2 separate regions of the Sus scrofa genome follow, and region 2 is linked to region 1. Evidence: chromatin contacts called from public HiChIP or PLAC-seq data. All regions are on one chromosome and are shown on one strand. The core of a region is the stretch at or near the end of the contact, and the rest is flanking DNA. Distances in the headings are between cores, read along the strand shown. Region 1 has its middle 50 kb from the start of ZNF148. Region 2 overlaps ITGB5 (integrin subunit beta 5).

Region 1 (5,733 bases), core at 3,231-5,730:
GGTCTGAGTATTCCTTTCCCCCCAAATTCATATGTTGAAGTCCTACTGCCCAATGCGATGGTATTAGGAGGTGAGATCTTTGGTCCTGAAATTAGAGCCCTCAAGAATGGAATTAGGGCTCTTTTAAAAGAGGCCCCACAGAGGGCTCGCACCCCTTCCCCACATGAGGGCCCAGCAGGATGGCAGCTGTCAGCAACCCGAAAGAACTCTCACCACAGCCTGACCCTGCTGACACCCGACTGTGGGCTTCCAGCCTCCAGAAGTGTGAGAAATTTCTGTTGCTTATCAGCCACCCAGTGTGTGGGATTATGTTATAGCAGCCCAGGCAGACTCTGGCACCATAGTTCTCTCAAATGACCAGATGTCTTGCTTTACCAGCCTGGATGAAAATAAGAAACCATATTTTTAAGGTCCAACTAAATGATTCCAAGCTCCCCACATCCAACTTACTAAGAATGTCTCCCGTTATTTGTCAGTTGTACCTCAATAAAGCTTAAAGCGTCCCCACAATAATGAATCTAGAGAACCTGAGTGGTTCCCAGTTGTGGTCATTTCACCTCTGAGAAGGTACAAGAGGCTGAAAGGGCCATTCTCCCATGCCACAGCTGTTCTCAGGGCTCTGCAGGTTGCTCAGCCAGAGGCCAGCCCGGGCTCCTGTAATGATGGTGTTTCAGAGGTGGAGCTTTTTGAATTTCTCCACACAGGTGCCGGCCAGCCTGGGCTGGTTCTTCCCACAGTTCTGGACCTTCCCAGGGCTCTTTGCATCCCCATGGAAGCTGCAGGCTGTCCCTCACTGAAGCTGCCTGCAAAAATTAAGTGGCAGCCCAGTGACCCTGGGACCTCCCCCAGCACCTCCCCCAGCCAGCATCAACTCACCCCCTTCCCCAGGACTGCCCCCTGCCCTGACAACATCTCTGGGTCGAGTTCCGAAGCCCCCAGAAGAAATCCTTCCTCTCCCAGACCCAAGGGCCAGCTTCACTGCAGCCCTAGGGGAGCAGTGGCTCCCATTTCCATCCGAAGTACCATCCTGTTGGTCCTGTATTAAGATAAGAAAACTATAGCCCAGGAGTTCCCACTGTGGCGTGACGGAATCATCAGTGTCTTGGGAGCACTGGAACACAGGTTCAGTCCCCAGCTCAGTACAGTGGACTGAGGATCCGGCGTTGCCACAGCCGTGGCTTAGGTCCTGTGGCTTGGATCTGATCCCCGGCCCAGAAGCTCCGTAGGCTGCAGGGAAGCCAAAAAACCCTCTGTAGCTTGAGAGAGGCAAGGTGTCTTCCCAGTATACCTGGTCAGTGGAAGGATCCCACATGTCCTGACACCCAGTGTGGGTGCCTAGGTTAGAATAGAGACACTGGGAGGAACAGACAATGGTCAGGAAGAGGTCAGTTAGGACAGGGCACCGAGGGAGCCATGAGAGCAGTTGAATTTGCAGTCGGTGTTGGGGGGGGTGATGAGGGGGCCAAGGCCCACTAGATGCTGGTTTTCATTTTTAGTAGAAATTTCCCTTCAGAGCTGTGCAATTAGGTGCTTAATGAATCAGAAACAGTTTTTTGAGGATTCAAAGGAAATACCCAGTGATGGCTTATGAGCTGTAAGGCTGTTTAAAAAAAATCAAAACCTAAACCATGAAGACTGGGGACTGTGAATTCCACTCATTTGCATGTAAGCTGCCATTAATTTGTAGATTGAATTTGGGGCCCTAACAAGGCACACATAAAATTAAATTAACTAATTAGTGCTAATGTCTGCAACTGCTCTCAGGACAATTACCCAATGAGGGAATGGTGAGAGCCCAGGAACTTTAAATCAGGTTTATCTTTTCTTGGTCAGCTGCGAAGATGTGCGGCTGCCAAGGCACAGAAACACGTAGGAGCACACCACCACCATCCTGGAAGCCCCGCGTGGATGGATGGGGTCAACACGGAGTAGTCAGAAACCAGAGATCCCATCAGACCTGCCCGGGTAAGGCCTAACCTCTCTGCCCCCGGAAACTGTAGGCCCTTCCCCAGGATGGTCTTCCTTATTGAGACTGGGAGCAGCTTAGGCGCCTGGCATCAAGGTGCTTGGGTGCAGGGAAGTGATGGAGGAATTCACTCCAGCTTGGGGTACATATTTCTTGGGGTTGCAAGGTGGGCCCCAGACCCTTCATCCCACGCCCTTAGAGAAGAAATCTAGAGCAGGAGCCTGTGCTCTAGGCACTGTCTCCTCCTTTTCCCCTAAGGCAGTGGATCTCAGTGAAGACTGGACCAGCAGCAGCAGCAGCAGCAGCAGCAGCACCTGGGACCTTTGAAATGCAGATTGTCAGCCCCATCCCAGACCTACTGAATCACAAACTGCAGTTGGTGGGGGCAGGACCGTCCTGGTGGCTTTGATGTTTCTGGTGGCTTTGATGTTTATGAAGCCCTACCCTCAGGGATCCTGGGACTGGGGAGCTTCATGGCTAAGAGAGTGGCCTGAGTTTCAATTCTGTCTTTGCCGTGGTGGGACCAGGATGGAGCTGCAGGCACCTACGGTGCAGATTCTGAGGAGGTCTGGCTCTCGGTCCTTCCCAGCTCTGTCTTCCCCCTGGATAGGTACATGATCTTGGACCACATACCTCATACCTAAGAATTGAGTTCTGGTTTTGTTGTGCTGAGGTGGAGCCTGGGAATGTGCATTTTAAGAGCTCCTCAGTTTTTTTGATGGTCAACCACAGTTAGGGATTACTGTCAACACCTCTGAACCTCAGGTTTTTTTTTTTTTTTACTTTCTTTCTTTCTTTCTTTTTTTTTTTTAAGGCCTCACCTGTGGCATATGGAGATTCCCAGGCTAGGGGTCATGAATCAGAGCTGCAGCTACGGGCCTACACCACAGCCACAGCTGCACAGGATCTGAGCCACATTTTTGAAACTACACTGCAGCTCAGGCAACACCGGATTCTTAACCCACTGAGCGAGGCCAGGGATCAAACCCACGTCCTCATGGATACTAGTTGGGTTCGTTAACCACTAAGCCACAATGGGAACTCCTGAACCTGTTTCCTAAACCTGTAAAACAGGGTGATGGTATCTACACCATGGGGTTGTTGCAGGGATTCAACCTGACAGCGCAGGGAGAGCACTTAGTTAGCGTCTGTCTAGTTAGCACCCAGCAGTGGTTGTGAGGGAGGAGGTTCTGGGGGGTTCTGGGGGTCCTGTGGGGCGCTGAAAAGACCTTGGGGCATCCCAGCAATGTTGCCATCTCCCCAGTGCCTCAGCCTGTCCATCCTGCAGGGGAGGGGGTACCAAACTAACTCCTCCCTCCTCAGGGGTTTGGCCACAGGACGTGGGCTGGTCCGGGCACCCTCTAGAAGAGGGGCTTCGGTTGTGCCTCACAGTGGCAATCTGCAGAGGCCTGGGGTTGTTGTCTTGACTTGAGACTTGAGTCCACATGAGAGGAGAAGGGCTCAGACCTGGTGGATTACCAACTAAGAACAGATGTGCTTACGCTTTTGGTCTCATCGAATTCCCCTAAAAATGGTGAGGCAAGTATTTTCTCTTGCACATTTCACAGATGCAGAAAGCGAGGTCAGAGATGCTCACCTACTCCAAAGCCCAAGCTGGTTGCCTTGTACAAGTGGTGTTCCAGTTGTGCTTTGCAGAACCCGGGCCATTTATGTCGTTGTACGGGGCACTGTAGGGACGAAGAAGGGGTCCCCTGGCCCAGCTGGGATATCCCTCTCCCTGTTCAACTCTGGCAGAGCTTTGAACTCGTTTGGGCCTTCAGATAGCATTCTGCCAGGATTTCTCAGCTAAAAAAAAATTTTTTTAAAGCAAATCACTGTCATGGCCATTTGCTTGAGGACTCCATGTATCCATGTCCACTCCAGCCAGTCCTGGACCCAGTGCCACAGTATCTGAGCCTGAGGTGCTCTGGGCCTCAGCTTTAACTGAGGAGTTAATATGAAAAGAATTGGTTCCACAACTCTATTTTCGTTTTGTTTGTAGTTTTGTTTTCTGTTTTATTAAAGTATAGTTGATTTACATGGTTCCACGACTCTTGGGCTCCTCAGGCAGATCAGGGATCTGAAAAGGGGTCAGCATGTGGCAGAGAAGGTCATTTGCCAAGAGATTTCCTGGGAGAGGTCTGTTGCTCTGCTGAATCCCCCATCCCACTGGATAAATCACCTCAAACCTAGAGGGAGGTGCTTCTACCAGGGTACCTGGAGAATAGACCAAGCGATTCAGTCACCTAGTGCTGCCAGACAAACCACTGCAAAAAGTGGTGCCAGAAAACCATCATCACTGATTGGTCCACATTCTTTCAATTAGAGCAGGTTCAGTGGGGACATTTGCCTGTGCTCCATGGGGTGTCAGCTCCAAAATGGCTTGTCACCTGGTTGGCAAGTTGGCTGGGAGGTCAGCTGGGAGAGTTGGCCGAGGGGATCGGTTCTCTTGTGGCTGCCTGGGCTTGCCCCCAGCTTGGATACTGGGTGCCAACAGGGAGGGAGCAGAAACTGCCCGTCTTCTAAAAGGATAGGTCCAGAACTGGCTGAGTCACTTCCAGCCACGCTATCAGTTAAGCAGTCACAAGCTAGTCCACATGTAAGAGGGTGGAATGATAGGTTCTCCCTCTTGATAGCTGAGTAGGCATTGCATATAAAGAGAAGGAAGACATTGATGGTGGCCATCTTTGGAGCCTTCTGGAGTTGAGAGGGTGGACAGAGCCCAGGGTCTGATCCCTTTCTCTGGATTATGACAGACAGATGTCCTGACTTGGGTCTTTGGAGGCAGAGCCAGGAGTTTGGTGTTTGGTGATATCTTAGGATCATGCGGGACTTCGTTAGAACCAAGGGAATTGTGAGTGTTGCCCATGGATGGGACATGGGCCAAGCAGAGGGAGACTGTGGGGCCCGAGCAGCAAGAAGCTGCTAAAGTAAAGATGACCATTCAGAATACAGATGAAGCGTGGGTCATGGGAACCAGGGGAGAAAGCTCTAGGGCTGGGAGTCTCAGAGCAATGCACAAAAGCACCCACAAGTGAAAACGAGCTTCCATTCTCGACCAGCCCAGAGAGTGCAAAGCAGTCCAGCCAAGCAGCTTGTGGCCAATCCCCTTACCTCATCCTTTGCCCTTGCCCTCAGCTAGTGATGATGGGAACAGTCGCTCTTGGGTGGGGAGGAGAGGGGATCAGGTTGGAGGAAGAAGCAGCCTTTCCCAGAGATGGGTAGCATCAACTGCAAGCCTTGGCTGTGACAGAGGAAGGTTCCTTTAAACGAAGAGTGGAGATGGAGCGTTTCTGCCGTGTCTCGGCAGTGCCAGGATGCAGGTTCAATCCCAACATGGCACATTGAGTTAAAGGATCCCACCTTCTCGCAGCTGCAGTGCAAGTCACAACTGCAGCCCGGGAACTCCATGTGCCACTGGTTGGCCAAAAAAGAAAAAGAGAGAAAAGGAAGGGAGGGAAGGAGGGAAGGAAGAGTGAAGACTGACTAATATGTAACTATGGAACAAGACTGTCTTTCTGACCTAACATAACTGCAAGGTTCTCTCTTCCCGAAAACTGAGCACACAGAAATCATGAGGCCGGCTGAATTTTCATCCTGCAGCAGGAGAAAAGCTTTCCTGGAATAAAGTTTAAAGGCTAGTGGGAGACAAAAGAAAGTTGAGTCACTCACGAACCACGCTTGCTCCTCACACAGATACAGTCAGTGGTGGGTGCCCTGGGCCCAGGACTGTGCACCACCTCCCCAGGGCTGGAACCCTATGCCCT
Region 2 (5,849 bases), core at 361-2,860, 660 kb after region 1:
GCCTCTCACTCCCCATCTCAGGCACCTTCCCACTCGGCCTTGCTGGAGAGTGAAACTCTTACTAACATTAACTAGAATAGTGTCTTTGAAACACTGGTGTCATGGGGATTTTGTTTAAAAAATAAAAATAAAAAGCGAAACATGGAGTTCCCGTCATGGGAACGAATCCGACTAGGAACCGTGAGGTTGCGGGTTTGATCCCTGGCCTTGCTCAGTGGGGGTTAATGATCCGGCATTGCCGTCAGCTGTGGGTAGGTTGCAGATGCGGCTCGGATCCCACGTTGCTGTGGCTCTGGTGTAGGCTGGTGGCTACAGCTCTGATTTGACCCCTAGCCTGGGAACCTCCATATGCCGTGGGAGCGGCCCAAGAAATGGCAAAAAAAAAAAAAAAAAAAAAAAAGAGCAACAGCAGCAGCAAAACAAGACTCTTACTCTGTTCCTAAGCAAGTTCAGAACCACTGAGTTAAAGGCAGTTAAACTGATTCTGGTACCAACATAGCATCTTCTTGAGCCTTTATTGGGCCACTGCGTATTTCAAAAGGGATTCCCCCCATGCATCTTGTTTTCCAAATGAATTTGCTTCCTGCCCTCCCCCACCATTAACATCTCCCAACATGGTTTCACAAGCCACTCACATGGGAAAGGCTGCTTTAAACAAACCATAGTCAGAAGGTAAATTGGATGGGAGGGCACCCGACCTAGATAAGGCATGCCAGGAACCAACTGCAGTGGCTTTTGAATTTTCTGCTCCATTTGTACAGATAATGGAGCGGGTCTCTGTGCCGCTGCTGAATGCAGAGCTTGTCCAGACGCAGGCTCCAGGCCTTCCCCGACTCAGCCATGGGGTCACGTTCCCCTGTGGACCTCCCCACAGCTCTGCCAGTCTGCCTGGGTGTGCATGAGAGGAGGGCATTGAAGACATCCAGGAGTGATGTCCTCGGAAAGCAAGAGTGACAGTTTCTGTTGAATTCCGCCAAAAAAGCAGCTGTGCCGTCACCATCCGAGCACGAAGGGGCCAGGAGGGAGGGGCACAGATAACTAGAAACAAATAATAATACAGACGTTGTTTCCCTTTGGCTGGGAGACACAAATGTGCAATTTTTTTGGCAGATGGCCCTTCCAAATGCCTGGCTCGGGTTCATAATGAGAGGAGTCTGTACTCCCTGAGCTGCCGCGGCTGCCGGTCAATCCATACTCAGAGATGCTCTGGGCGGCAGAACCCCTGGTTGGACATCGGCCACAATAATCCAGCCGTGGGTAATTGAAAGCTGGCTGCAGATGGAGAGACAAGATAGACAGGGCCAGATTTTACTTTGTGTGATTAGAAGAGGCCAGGCAGGGTAAGGGAGAGGGAACACAGAGTCTCTGTAGACCTGCTAAGAGCAGAGAAACAACAGAAGTCCAAATAGAAGCCACCCAGCGGAGGAGCGGAGGATCCTGGATCTGGAGCCCACAGAGCAGTGGAATCACATCTGAGCCTGGACTCACAGCCAGTTAATGCCTGAGGGAGGTGCCATCCCCACAGCTCGCAGCCGCAGAACCCTTCAGAGTATAGGCTCCAGTCCTTGGGGTAGAGGAAGTTGATGCGGGGTGGAGGGCAAGCTAGGACAACACACATGGAACTAATAAAAGCTGATAAAGCCCGTTGCTTCCCTTCCTCTGGCGCACAAGGCGGTAGAGGACTGGCTTGGGTCAGTTAAAAGGCCCCGGAGGAGATAGCCTTCCCCTTAAATGTTTAAAGCGTTCATTTGCTAGAGACGTGGACTGGGTGATTTGGTATCCATTAAGCAATTCCAGAGGAGCAAGGAGCAGAGAGACGCGGTAAATGAACCTCCTTACTCCCTCTTGTGTCCGAGCCACACTGACCCTCTGTCTCATTTACCGCCTCATTGTAATTTTTTTTTTAAGCAAAGTCTTTTTGATAGTGCCTTATGTCAAGCTGTTTCTATTTGCTGCTTTGCTGAGACCCACCAGGTTTGGAATGTCTCCTGTCCATTTTGGGGTTTTTTTTTTGGCCACACCTTTGGCATGTGGAAGTTTCCAGACCAGGGATTGAAGTCATGTCACAGCAGTGACCCACACTGCTGCAGTGACCATGCCGGATCCTTAACCTGTTGCACCACAAGGGAACTCCCTTTCTGTCCGTTTTTCCTCTGAGGTTTGAGAGCAGCCAATCTGTCCTTTCTCGAACTAACCAAACATACCCTTCACCTTGGGTGAGTTCATGTTCAGCCTCAGCTGATTTCAATTAACAGGCTCCCTGAGCAAAGTCTGTCTCAGCAACCTGTTTGTTTAAAGGCCAGGCTTATTTTAATACATGAGCACAACATATCACAAGTTTCAACCGAGTACGTGGAGCACACAGGTTAAACTGATAATGTCTGCACGGATGATCAGGGCATGTTCCCTGGAAGCGGCCTTGTGGTTTCATGACAACAGGGGGCGCAGATGGAGGGCAAGGTGAATCGGAGCAGAGACTGGCAGCAGCCAGCTTTCTTTGCAATGTGTTAATCCCTGGTGGTGGTGGCGGGGCAGCAGATCAGCATGAATAAGCAGAGCTGGAGCCACTCCTTCCTGGTCCCTAGCCAGGTCGCAGTTCCCTGCCCACTGGGGCTGTGGCCTCGGGAGAAATGCAAAAACTACCACCTTGTTTGTAACCGCAAGATGTTTCCGTGAAAGCCTTCCCAGGAGAGTGGGATTTTGTGGCCAATTCTGGGATAGTTGAATTCTTAAGCATATTATTTTTTAATTTATTTTTATGTATTTATCTTTAGGGCCACACCTGTGGCATATGGAGGTTCCCAGGCTAGGGGTCAAATCGGAGCTACAGCTGCCAGCCTGTGCCACAGCCACAGCAACACCAGAGCCGAGCCGTATCTTCAGCCTACATACACCACAGCTCACAGCAACGCTGGATCCTTAACCCACTGAGCGAGGCCAGGGATCGAACCCATGTCCTCATGGATACTAGTCGGGTTTGTTACCACTGAGCCACAACAGAAACTCTGAATTCTTAAGCATGTTACAAGCCCGGTAAGACGGTTTTGTACTTTCTTTCCACCATCTGCTCGTTCTTTGCTCCTTTGTGGTCAGAAAGTGGAGCAAGGCCTCGGGAGGGACTTGTCTGAGAGGCAGGGCACCTGGGTGCTGGACCCCACTACCATTGATTTCTCATGTCCCTTGCCTGTACAAGAAGAGCGACTTAATACAAGGCTCCCAGCTCCCTCCAGGCCTGACGCACCACTGCACGGTTTCTGCCCCAGACATGCAGTAGCTGGTCTCCTTGTCCCGAGGGGCTTAAACATGATCATAATGAAGGTGATGCCTGGCGGTTGTATATCCCTCCCTGTTTTTGCCAGAGAGCTTTCCAGACACACAGCTCCCTTGGCCGCCGCAGGCCTGGGGGGTAGGGAGGGCGGCTGTCCCCCACTTGGCCAAGGCTCTGTGAGGCCACCTGCCACCCTCTGGTGCCAGGGCACCGCTGCAGGGAGGTGGCGGCCCTCCCAGCATGCTTGGCTCTTGCTTCCCTTGCCCTGTTTTCCCAAGGAGGCCCTGTTTTGGGGGTTCTCACCCTCCTTGTGGGCCACCGGGCACTATCATCTCGCAAAGTCCCTGCAAGGCCACTGTCAGCAGGTTGTTCTGTTCCAGCCCACTTCTCCCTGGAGTTGAGTCCCCACCATCCCATTTATGCTCCCACAGCCCCAAAGTCCCCCAGAGGGGTCAGGACCCTCTCTCCCTCCACAGAAACTTTACAGACCCTTCGAGCTTAGCTCCTTTGCTGGAGCTCTGTCTGGGAGGGGGAAGGGGGCGAGGGCCTGGGAGTCTCTAGGATAGTGGTTCCCGCTGGCCCTCCCCTTTAATCAGATGCCCCGGGAGCCCAGGGTCTGGCCCTGGAGATAGGAGTCCATGGGTGTGGCTGGACCCAGGCGGCAATACTTTTGTCTTGAAAGCCCATCTAGAGAAGAATGCGCAGGCGGGCAGGGGGGGGTCCTGGGAATTGGGGTCCTGGGGGTGTAAGGACCCCTCTTCGAGGCCGGGAACACTTTTTCAGACTCCTTAGTGAGGCATTTGAGGCTCCAGGGTGCAGACGGGTTTGTCTCCTGATATCAGAATTTCGAAGGTCGCCCATCTGCACCTTGACACGTGGACCAGATATGCCTCTCAACTCATGTTCCTCCAAGAACCCTCGGGCTTCCCTGCATGATAGCAACCGAAAGGGCTGAGCAGAAACAGTCCCTGAAGCCAAACATCTGAAGACGGGAAAGTTAAAGCCTTCAGCGGCCTGCCAGAGGGCTGGGGCTGCGCTCGCTTCCTGGGTGGAGCTGCTGCACGGCATCTGACCCCCACGTTCACGGCCTCTTTCCACAGAGATTGTGTCGAGTGTTTGCTGCTTCACTCCGGAAGCTCAGCTGACAACCAGACCTGCCAAAACCTGTGCAAGGACGAGGTGATCACACGGGTGGACACCATCGGTGAGTGTGCCGAGCGGCCCTGGGCAGCCTCCCTGGGCTGGATCTTTGCAGGCATGTAGATGTTCTCTCCCGTGAGTACGAGCTTCCGGGCTGCCTGGCAGACAGCAGTGTGGTTCTGGCCTTGACTTAGGCAGCAGCCTCAGCACCCTTGGCCAGTCTTTGCTGGCTCCCCAAGAGGACTTGGGGTACCTGGGCTAGAGGACATGTTCCAGGCTCTCTAGGGCCTAAGACCTCCTGTTCAGAAGTCTCTGCCCCATCACTGGAGCCCAGTCCCTTCCTAGTCACGTCTTCCTGGCTTCTCGGGAAGTCAGTATGTTAGTTGGAATAAGTACTGCGGCTGCAACAACCAAACCCCATGCCTCAGGGACTTAAAGCAGCAGTCACTTTGTCACTCCTTGAAATTCTGGTGGAGGGGTTCCTAGTTGACAAGGCCTCCGTGTGGTCCTGCAGGAGCTCAGGGACCCTCTAGATTGTGGTTCCACCCTCTTAGGTCCTTAGAATCCTCTCCACTGAGCCTGCAGATGGGGAAGACAGAGGGAGGGGTCACGTGGGAGGTTTATAAGCGCCGGGCCTGGAAGCGGTGCAGATAACTTCCCCCAGAGCGTAGTCGTCCAGCCACATTTATTGCAGGGATGATAGGAAATGACATCCAGCTGTGCCCAGGAAGCTGGGAAGCCATGTTTGGTGATCAGTAGCCATTCTCTCCCCATTTGGCCTCAGCCCAGTGCAGCTCTTGCTGTGCTGCTGGCACTCAGACAATCAGAGCGTGTTCAGGCCGGTGAATGGAGATGGAGGGCCACCCTTCCAGTCGGGGAGAGAACAGGCCTGTTCCTGCAGGCCCCCCCACTCCTTGTTCCCGCCTCGCCCGTCTTGACTGATCCTCTGGCCAAGTCATGGCTCCTGAGGATGCCGAGCCGGGTATCCTGCCAACATACTCATTGAGCACCCACTGTGTACCAGGGCTTGTACAGGACCCGGGAGCCAGCGGGGAGCTCCCAAGTTCTGCCTCTCTTGCCCACTTTCCTGCTCTGCTTCTGTCTTGTTACTTGAGGCCTGGCTCACAGCCTGTTCTGCCTGCAGGCCTGGGGCTATTGTCCCCTGGGGCACCCACAGAAGAGACAGGGCGATGCTGCCCCTGGTCCAGTAGCCGCTCACTAGGTAGCCGTTCATGCACAGCTGCCTCTCAGTCTGTCCGTCTGAGAGGACTGGCTGCTTCACAGAGCAGGTCTCTATACATACACACACACTTGTTCACACTCAGACCAAGCTTATGATTGGCAGCTGAAAGAAAAAGCCCAGACCTTGGTGCTTGATAATGAAATGAAATGGCCTGGTTCCAGGTGGACACTCCTCTGGGCCACAGGGTTACAGAGGCCA

What was found. HiChIP or PLAC-seq counts read pairs in DNA pulled down with a chosen protein or histone mark.
Region 2: an H3K27ac HiChIP or PLAC-seq map of skeletal muscle shows a contact between it and region 1, with 5 times the contacts expected there. The contact joins two enhancer-like sites. A contact is called at or near these places in 2 of 47 Hi-C or Micro-C datasets (embryonic fibroblasts and subcutaneous adipose tissue) and 1 of 2 datasets of contacts at active chromatin or transcription factors (skeletal muscle).

The regions. Positions count from the first base shown.
Region 1 is chr13:134,916,956-134,922,688 of Sscrofa11.1, forward strand. No RefSeq gene overlaps it. Among named protein-coding and RNA genes, the nearest start is that of ZNF148, 50 kb to the right of the region's middle. Within about 2 kb of position 4,481, at least 2 of the 83 cell types and tissues checked have an H3K27ac peak or open chromatin away from gene starts, as enhancers often do. A contact at or near this core is called in skeletal muscle, where this site is marked.
Region 2 is chr13:135,577,776-135,583,624 of Sscrofa11.1, forward strand. It overlaps ITGB5 (integrin subunit beta 5), which reads left to right. Exons shown (of 15, transcript NM_001246669.1): 12 at 4,369-4,472. Among named protein-coding and RNA genes, the nearest start is that of UMPS, 70 kb to the right of the region's middle. Within about 2 kb of position 1,611, at least 40 of the 83 cell types and tissues checked have an H3K27ac peak or open chromatin away from gene starts, as enhancers often do. A contact at or near this core is called in skeletal muscle, where this site is marked.